Linked DNA regions of Sus scrofa: region 1 is linked to region 2. A link is a contact called in public HiChIP or PLAC-seq data. All regions are on one chromosome and are shown on one strand. The core of a region is the stretch at or near the end of the contact, and the rest is flanking DNA. Distances in the headings are between cores, read along the strand shown.

What was found. HiChIP or PLAC-seq counts read pairs in DNA pulled down with a chosen protein or histone mark.
Region 1: an H3K27ac HiChIP or PLAC-seq map of alveolar macrophages shows a contact between it and region 2. The contact joins the promoter of RAB1A here to the promoter of ACTR2 in region 2. A contact is called at or near these places in 4 of 47 Hi-C or Micro-C datasets (adipocytes, blood and heart right ventricle) and 2 of 2 datasets of contacts at active chromatin or transcription factors (alveolar macrophages and skeletal muscle).

The regions. Positions count from the first base shown.
Region 1 is chr3:76,836,117-76,840,886 of Sscrofa11.1, reverse strand. It overlaps RAB1A (RAB1A, member RAS oncogene family), which reads right to left and starts at 3,214. Exons shown (of 6, transcript NM_001031787.1): 1 at 3,192-3,214. The coding sequence starts at 3,214.
Region 2 is chr3:76,726,705-76,731,830 of Sscrofa11.1, reverse strand. It overlaps ACTR2 (ARP2 actin related protein 2 homolog), which reads left to right and starts at 2,734. Exons shown (of 9, transcript NM_001134354.1): 1 at 2,734-2,781. The coding sequence starts at 2,734.

The DNA of each region.
Region 1 (4,770 bases), core at 1,965-4,464, 110 kb before region 2:
TACCACTTCAGATTCCACATCCAGTTGTATTCTGTTTTTGTTTGTAGTACCTGAAGTTCAAATGAGTCAGTCATTACCTTAATTTCTACTATAAAAATAACGAAGGGTCACCATTTCTCCCAAATCAGCCAAATAACATGGAAAGTAGTCAGAGAAAGCTTAAAATTTAATCACTAATTGATGTATTTCTTATTCTCCTTACTACTAAACCAAAGATTACAACTTAAAGATCATAACATAAAAGCATTCAGAAATAAAACTACCAAGAGGTAATATATTTCATACCTATATACATCTAAAATCCTGTTCATACTAAGAAAACTAAACTTTTTCTTTTATCAAGAACTCATTTTCATTACCAAATTGAACAGCACTCATAAAGCAGATTTTAAAAGTTTCTAAAAGGATAAATAAATAGATGATGAACCAAAACAAAGAATATTTAGGTTGCACCTTTAAACATTATTACCTGGTATACTATTCTTTCATATTTGCATATATATAAAGTGCATGCTATAGCATACATTATAATGTACTATACTGTACCCGATATGCCATAAATAGCCATAAATATTAGCTATTAGGATAACATTGTGGAATCATGAAAGGCACTCATCCATTAAAAGTTTTAACTTAAGAAAAAAACATGATTTTAAAGTTTAGCACAAGGCTTAAAAGCAAATGGACTTGTATTTGGGTGATTAAACTCTAAGAATTTCTTTTTCTCTATTTTGCAATTTTTCTCTAATTACTTTTACGACGGTAACAAACTCTGTATTATATTAAAGACAAAAAGAAGAAACCACTTGAGTCAGATTGCTAAAAATCTACTTGCTAGTTGCTCTTGTGACCTTGCATAATAAAACACCACCTCCTCTCACCCTGCCACTAGTGCTTTTTCAAAGGTTTTCCCAAACTCTTAAGTGATTTTACTAGAAACTGTCTAGAATATAAATACAGTAGCCCACGTACTGGCATCCTCAATGCCATAAAAATATAAAAATTTCTGGGTTTGATTCTGTTGCGGCCATTAATCTAGAGTCCTCTAAAGAAAGAATGGTTTAGCACCGTATTTACTTAAGAATAACTATTCTTGCTATTTAACCATCGTTCTTTCTTCTTCCCCCTTGAACAATCCTCCTTATTCCCTCCTGCTTCTCCAAATCTATTGCTAATAATTCCTTTACTGGTTTGTTTTCTATAAAGTCTTCCTGAACCCTACTAGCCAAACATAACCCTACACTATTCTTTAAAATCTTGTTGTTCCAACCCATGCCACACATCTGGAACTTGCCATTTCTTCTGGTATTTAACATATATAAAATCTATCTTTTATATTCCATTATAAATTCCTTGAGGATAAGGATTACATTCCTAAATACTGGCACCACGGGAATGCCTTACATGATAATGATGTATATCACCCAGAGTGCTGTTACAATTTACCAAATTCTTTTACACATACTTGAGCCTCACAGCTACCCTGATAGAAATAATCACTATTGTCCTATTTTACAAAAGGGGAAACAGAATGATTCACAGTCTAAATCATTTGTCAGGGTTCTGTTCAGTTAATCCTCAAAACCTATTTACAGTACTAAACATAAGTAGCAAATACAAGAAACTTCCTGAATAGAAGACGAACTTCCATAAAATGGAAAATCCATGTACTTTATTGTTGCCAGGAAAACTAGTTAGGAACCTCAAGTTCAACTCTGCCCAACTATGCAAAACCAACTTTCTCCTTGGAGCCCTTAATAGGAAAGTGCCGACAGAGCAAATATGACACTATCAGAACACTATCCTCAACGTCTTAAAGTATACAAAGTTTTAATAAATTACTATGGCTTCTGTTTAGTACAAAAAAAGGGATATTTCAGCATCAAACCACAGTATTACAAAACTTGAAGTCAGAATGCATTTTGCAAGAGCCATGTGACACACACATGACAGTCAGCTAAACTGATGGGTGGACCTTTTTAGGGGAAAAGTTTAGCAGTAATTGACCGAAGAAGAAAATAAACTCAACATTTAGGACAAATACTGGGTTTTGCTTTAAAATAATTCTCCCCTCCCCCAAAGCCCTCTGACACTGAAGAGGAATAACAAATCTCCCCCAATTATTCATTAATGTACATATGCAAAATGTAGAAGGTTTTTTTTTTAGGGCCATTAATGAGAGCCCAATAAAGTCTTCCCAAGGAAAGTGAACACACCAGTTCCCAGAAAAGGTGCCAGGTGTGTCACATCTGCTGTGGCGACTTTTTGAGTAAGCAAGAAAAAGAAATGCATTAACTTTTCATGACATGTCATGGAACCTCATTCCCTATTTGCAAGCATTCAAGTAGGTAATCCAAAACCTACAGATCATAGGGCCCATTCGTTTCCCTTTCAACTTGGCAGAAAATTAAAATTCCCTTTAATTTGGTACCAACCAAAGATATCCCTAGGTTTTAGTGCTCCTGTTCTGTTTTTCTCTTGACCTATACAAGACAAAATGACTTCAGTGTCCTCTAAAAAAATTTCTCACAAATGCCAGGTTTTTAGGAAGGCAATGACCCGAGGAGTTGGTAAAGAACTCCAAGAAATAACTAAAAAAGAACTAAAAATTTTATATCGATTTTCACCATCTACTCATTCCCCTCAATCCCACGCAGTCCTGAAAAGCATCCATATTACCTGCAACCTGACGGGGAAGGTAGAAGTGAGAGCCAACAAGCTCAAGATTTACAAGTAAAGCTGGTTTCCACCCCGACGGTTCTGACAGCTCCGCAGGATGCGGGCGCAGGGTCTGACAGTGCCCTCTAGGAGAGTTCTCCCACCCATCTCCTCCCCTCAAAAACAAGTCCTCCTTCACAAACCACTGCTTCCAAAAGAAGCTACCCCTTCCCAACCCACCACCAACTCCCCAACGCCCCAACCCCCTTAACAGACTGTTCCTCCGCACCGACCTGGCACTCAGGCCCTCCAACCAGACTGGGTCCAGGCCAGGGCCGCTTACCCCTCCGGCCCGACCCCTCCCCCCGACCGCCCCTCCTCCGTCAAACAATGGGGCCCGACTCCCCGCCGCTAACCTGTCCTGCCCCATCACCTTCCCCTCATCCTGGCCAAGGCCCTCACTCTCCTCGCCCCCCCTAAGCTTTCCCGAGCTGGCCCACGGACACAGCCAACCGGTGCTCTCCTGCACTCACTATTCGGGATTCATGCTGGACATGTCACTGCAGCTGCTGCCGCCGCCGCCACCACCGCCGCCCTTGCTGCTGCAGCCGCCGCCCTGACTCTCCGCGCCACGGGTAGTCGAAGGAGAGGAATGAGATAGGCTGTTCCGGGAGAGCAAACGTCTTCCCCCCACTCCGTCCCCTTAGAACACAATCAGCAGCAGCCACCACTCAGCTGTCGCTTCCACCCAAAATGGCCGCCGGCGAACCAGGAAATAGGAAAGCCTTAGACCGAGGGGCCTTTACACAGCCCAAAGGGCGGCCGCACCGCGTGGCATGCCGGGAAAGAGAGTTGCAAGCTCGGCAGCAGGCGCTGGGGAACGACAATGCGGTGTCGCGATCCGGACTCAGCTTCCCGCCAAGCCCCGCGCCTCTGGGGCATGCGTATTTGAGGGGTTGTCGCCCGCCCCATGCCCCCCTATCTTACTCCCCCCGCTCCGCCCCTCCCTTCTCCCCTCCCCGCTGACTCGCTGGCTAGGACTTCGCTCGGACTCCCCCTAGCGGATTGGCTAAGGCCAAGAGGCCCTGGTGATGTCATCAGTGAGACGTGGCAGCCGGGCGAGTCAGCGCCCCACGGGGGAGGGGGAGGGGAGGGACAGAGGGCGGTGCCGGCCGCTGGCGGAAGAGGGGGGTGGGGAACAGGGCACCCGGAGGGTGGGGAGAGAGGTTGCACAGAATCCAAGGGGTAGCTCGAGTGCCGAGGCGCAGGGAAGGGGACAGTGGGGTTTTGAAGGACGCACCTGGCCGGTGCTACTTCCTGTGCGCCTTATGCTGGCCTGACCAGCTTGAGCCTTGAGCTTCCCTGCTGGTCCCAGGGCGTCCGCTCTAAGCATGGAAGAAGAGTCGAGGGGCCTCCACGGAAAACTTTGGGTCTCTGGAAAACACGAAGCCGTACTTTAAGTTCTCTTCCTCTCTCATGCAGCTCCACTGGGTCTGGTCATCGTCCAGTGTTGGCTACAGGCACTACCATTTTCTTACCATTCTCTTTCCAGCCCTACTCTGATCACCTCAGCCTGGATATTGCAGCACACTTGGCCGAGTGGACTATCTGCCTCTGTCTCTTCTCTGCCCTGGGCCGTTTTGCACCTATAACCAGATTTCACTTGCTGAAGTAACGTTTCCATCATTACCCACACGCCTCTCAGTGCCCCCACATTGTGTGGACCGGACACAACCTGGAGCCAGACAAAAATTCGTGATCTTTCTGCCCTGGCTCCAGCCTTTGGATTGAATTGTACTTGTTTTTAGTTATTTCATTCTGAGCCATTCTACAAGATTGGAAATTAATAACCGATAGTGCAGATCATCACTATATAATGCCTGGAAACTCCAGGAATAATAGTAACAAATTTTTTAAAAACCTTATGGTCTTAACAGCTCTCTTTAATTAGCTCAGGGATTCAAAACTCCACTAAACTTTAACACATTATCTCGGGTTACTTAATTACAAAGGGCATAGTATAATACATTGTCCAAAGTTTATCTTCCAACTTGTCCTAAGAACCAAGAAAATTATCTCCAAAGATTGATTGCAAAATTCCCATGACACCAA
Region 2 (5,126 bases), core at 1,485-3,984:
ATGTTTATTTACCTCAATCTTTGATTTCTCTCAGAAATGTTTTGTAGTTTTTAATGTACAGGTCTTGCTTTACTTTCATTACATTTATTTGGGTTTTCTGATACTCTTGTAAATAGAATTGTTTTTCTTATTTAAGTTTCAGATTGTTCACTGATGGCATATATAAATATATTGATTTCTGTATGTAGATCTTGGTGACTAAGTTTATTAAAACTCCCATTTTGTCATGTGTAAAAAGGGAGTATCAGCCTGATGAGATTTTGTGTGGAATAATATACATTAAATATCAGTAGAAGGCTAGAAATGACGCCCTCCAATGACCAAAAAAAATTTAAGAACCTAAAAATGTGAGGTCATGGGGAGGGGGTGTGGAGGGAGTGGGATGGACTGGGAGCTTGGGGTTAATAGATACAAACTATTGCATTTGAAGTAGATAAGCACTGAGATTCTGCTGTATAGCACAGAGAACTATATCTAGTCACTTATGAAGAAACAGATGGAGGATAATGTGAGAAAAAGAATGTATATATATGTGTGTGTGTGTGACTGGGTCACTGCTTTATGATAGAAAATTAACAGAGCGCTGTAAACGAACTACAAAGGAAAAAACAAAAATCATTTTAAAAAACACAAAAAGTAGTCTAACAAATCAAAAAAATAAGATAAAATGTGAGATCACATTATTTGGAGGAAAGTGAAATGATCAGGATGAGTCTGCTGTAGAAGGCAGGAGCCAGTCACCAAGAGCATTATATTTGAATGCAGATAACGCAGAGTTTTGTGTAACAAGGAGTCCATTTGTGTAGCAAATTTGTTGCTATCGTCTATCATCCATGTATCCTGATTTTATAATCAGAAGGGTACAACAAATATTACTTCTTAAAAAGTAAAAGTTAGGAATCCATTTAATTTCATAAAGAGGAAAAGTAAAAGGAGCTAGAAATGTCCTGGGTACAATTTGCTGAGACCAATTAAATATACTTCCAGGTGTTCCTGTCATGGCACAGCAGAAATGAATCTGACTAGTATCCCTGAGGATGTGGGTTCCATCCCTGGCTTCGTTCAGTGGGTCAGGGATCCACTGCTGCTGTATGCTGTGGTATAGGTTGCAGATGTGGCTTGGATCTGACCCCTAGCCTGGGAATCTCCATATGCCTCGGGTGTGGCCCTAAAAAGGAAAAACAAACAAACAAACAAAACACTTCCAGAAAAACTGCACAGTGCTAGGCCCAAAGAAGTAAAATGTATAACTTACGAAGGAATGCACTGTTCAGCACTCTCCAGTACCTCCAAGACTACTGAAACAGAAGCAGTGACACATATTCCCCTCCTACCCATCTTAACTTCTCAAACTTCCAACAACTGTGATAGCTTTATTCTGATCTATTTTTATATGTTGGGTTTCCATATAAGATTAAATTTGAATGAAACATTCTATGCCTTTGTAAGTTTTGAAAACCACTAGCTAATAAAAGAACAAAGTGAAACTGAAAGGCAGTCTAGTAGTATAATACTGAACTGGGGATTCATGATCCAAGTTTTAGTCTTATTATATCTTTACAGGGAGGAAAGGCACAATTCTAGTCCTCACCTCTCAAAAATGATGACTTTTTTCTAGATGAATTGTAATGTCGTTTGTCCAATAAATACATTCTTGGAAAAATAACAGCAAAGAGTAAAGAACATCTCAAAGATTATCTGTAAAGTCTTCAAAGATGTGACTACTGAGTTTGAGAGCATGAGAAGTCCTCTGATGGATTAAAAAGAAATAAGTAGGGACACTACAGAGAGAACTTCACGTTTAAGAGTGTAGAACACGCTTACTCTCTGCTCAGAATTTTATCTCCACAACTGATGGAAGTAAATGTTATTATCCCCATGCATTTACAAGGCTATGCCCAGATCACATAATTCTTGAGTGGCAGGGCCATATTTGAAAATGGGATTGTCTGATGTCAAAACAGAAACTCTGGGTTCAAAGACGTACAGACACAGAAGAGGTACGAAGCAACATGGTGCTGTTGGGAGGGAAGTGGTGATCGATGAGGCTCACTTTCGCTCATTTTACTAAAGGCGAATCGAGCAAATATGAGTTGAGTTGGAATTGGCATAAATGCATGATTTCACGTGTGTATACCCACCCCGGCTCTGTCCACTGAAAAGGTCTAGAAAGCAATGACACACCAAGCCTTGTTCAAAGGTGGGTTAGCAAAAATGTCTAGGTTTACTCCCGCCTCCCGCCCTCCTGGCAAGCTTCTCTATCACAACCCGCTGCCGTCCCTCGACGGACCCGGTGTCCTTCGTCTGCCTGCTCCTTCTGCAGCCGGGTAAGCGGCGCCCTTAACTCATGCGAAGCCTGGGGGTACCATTACGGCCCCGGGAGGCGCCGGTAACAAGACGAGGACAGGAAGAACCTGGTCGGGCGGCGACCGTGAAGGTGGAGCTGGAGCCAGAGGAGGAGCCGGCGACGTGGGCGGGGCCTCGGGCTTCTTTGTTTCTTATTGGAGCTCGCCATTGCCAGTATCTGCCTCCTCCCTCCCATCCCCACCTCTTCCGCACAGGCAGTCTGTTAGGTGGCGGGCGGGGCCGGGCGGCCACTTCCGGTTGGGGGAAGAAAGTTGGGACGAAGGAGGGGCCGGGAAGAGGGCGGAGGAGGAAGAGGAACCCGGCGGACGGAGGCGGCTGTAGGTTGTTCAGCGGCGGCGGCGGCTTAGGCGCTCTTTCCGGTGGACGATGGACAGCCAGGGCAGGAAGGTGGTGGTGTGTGACAACGGCACTGGGGTAAGCGCTCGGCGGGGAGGGTACGGCGGCCACAGGCCCAGGCGGGGATGTGCTGGCGGCTCGCGGGCCCTTGGCGCCGGGGGCGGCACCTTTGGGCCCCCGGCAGCCGGAGCCCAGGGGCGCGGGACAGCACTTCCTGCCTCCGCGGTGTGGGGCGCGAGCGGGCGGGGCCCTTTGGGTCCCCGAGCCCACCACTCCAGCATCTCGGGGTCGAGACGGCTGGCCAGGCTGGCGGGGGATGGATGGGGTTCCCACCTGCCGCCCCACCGGGGTCGGCTCTGCGCTTGAGCCGCGGCGATTTGGCTGAAGGGCCGGAGGGGGTAAAAGGCTGGGTTTGTGTGCTGCAGAAGGGCTCCTGTCCCCAGGGTCGCCGGTATGTAAAAAGGAGAACGACCAAGAGGCCTTCCTCTTCCTGTGTAGTTGAAGATACGGAACGGGAGGCAGGAAACGAGTTTAAAGAAAAAAGGGAAGTGCTGTCATGCAATGAACCCTAGTCCTTTGGTAGTGTTTGAAGCTTTTGGGTTTTTGGATTTTGATTTCTGAGGGTAGGGGAAGCCAGTTCGGCAGCGAATCATTTACTTTTTGTTCTGCATGCTGGAAATTTGGCCCAGGTGCAGCATCGCAGAGACCAGCATGTTTCAGTGGATGATCTTAAACCCCTGAAGTCCCGAGTATTAATTCCACTAACCTTAGGGGAAGTTAATCAGTTTGGGTACCCCTCCTCCTCTCTTTCCTTACTTGAAGGATGAGATAATGTTAGTATTTAAGATTCTAAAAGGAAAATCATTGTAAAAATCTGAGAGGAACACTGACAAGTAATTTGAAAGTTGTCTCATTCAATCGCCCTCTTCCTTATTTAAAAAATTGTATTTGGGCAGCAAAACTAGCAAATTAGAAGACAAAAATGTCACTTATTTTAGATGAGTTCTGTAGTGATCACTACATTACAAAAATTTCTAATCATTTTGGAGTTGCAATGTTTTGTGACTCTTATCCCCTTCCTTCGATAAATGTAACATTGTGAGTTAAAATCGATTTTATTTCAACTTTAAAGCAGTTTGGAAACTGGATTGTTGAGGGGAAAGAAGAGCTGATATTCACTTCAGTAATACTGACCTTGATTGAATTTGTTACAGTCTTTTACAAGCAATAATTATACCAACTTTATCTGAACTGAGTTAAAAAACAGATAAGAGAGACTTCCCGTCCTGGCCCAGAAGTAACAAACCTGACTAGTATCTATGAGGATGTGGGTTTGATCCTTGGCCTTGCTCAGTGGGTTATGGATCCCGTGTTGCCATGAGCTGCAGAGTAGGTCGTACACTCGCCTTGGATCCAGCATTGCTGTGGTGTAGAGGGGCAGCCAGAACTCTTAATTCAACCCCTAACCTGGGAGCTTCCATATGCTGCAGGGGCAGCCCTTAAAAAAAAAAAAAAAAAATTTACCACAATTCCATTTATGTGCTCTTTATTAAAATATTTATGTGTCCACAAATGTGTATGTGTATGTGAAATTTTGAAGGGATTCATAAGAAATGTATGTTCATAGCAGTTACCTGTGGAGACTAGGAATGAGAGTGAGGTAAGGTGGGAAGGACTTCATGACTTCTGAATTATTGGAAAAATGTTCTTGGTGGTTGTTTTTTTTTTTTTTTTGTCTTTTTTTTGGTTTGCCATTTTAAGGGCCACTCCCCGAGGCACATGGAGGTTCTCAGGCTAAGGATTTAATCGGAGCTGTAGCCGCTGGCCTACGCCAGAGCCACTGCAAGGCGGGATCCGAGCCGCGTCTGCTTCCTGCACCACAGCTCACGGCAACACTGGATCCCCAGCCCACTGAGCAAGGCCAGGGATTGAACCCGAAACCTCATGGTTCACAGTTGGATTCGCCAACCACTGAGTCACGACGGGAACTCCTGTCCTTGTTTTTTTTAACAAAACATATATTGCTACCTTTAAATGAAATTAACTAGAAGCAGGTATTACTTTTACAGTTCAAATTCAGTTAAAGGTGCAATATTTAAAAAATATTAGCCTGGTGCCCATTGTAGTCTCAGATTGACCTCTAAATAAATGTAAATTGGGACTTCCCTGGTGGCACAGTGGGTTAAGGATCCTGCATTGTCACTGCTGTGGTTTGGGTCATGGCTTTGGCAAGGTTTCAGTCCCTGGCCTGGGAACTTCGACATGTAGCATATGTGGCAATAAGTAAATAAATGTAAATCTTCAAAAACTGAGTTTAAAATATTTTGTCTTGTTAATATGTCAGCTTTTCTCTTTAGAAATTGAACATGGAGGAGTTCCCGTCGTGGCGCAGTGGTTAACGAACCCGACTAGGAACCATGACG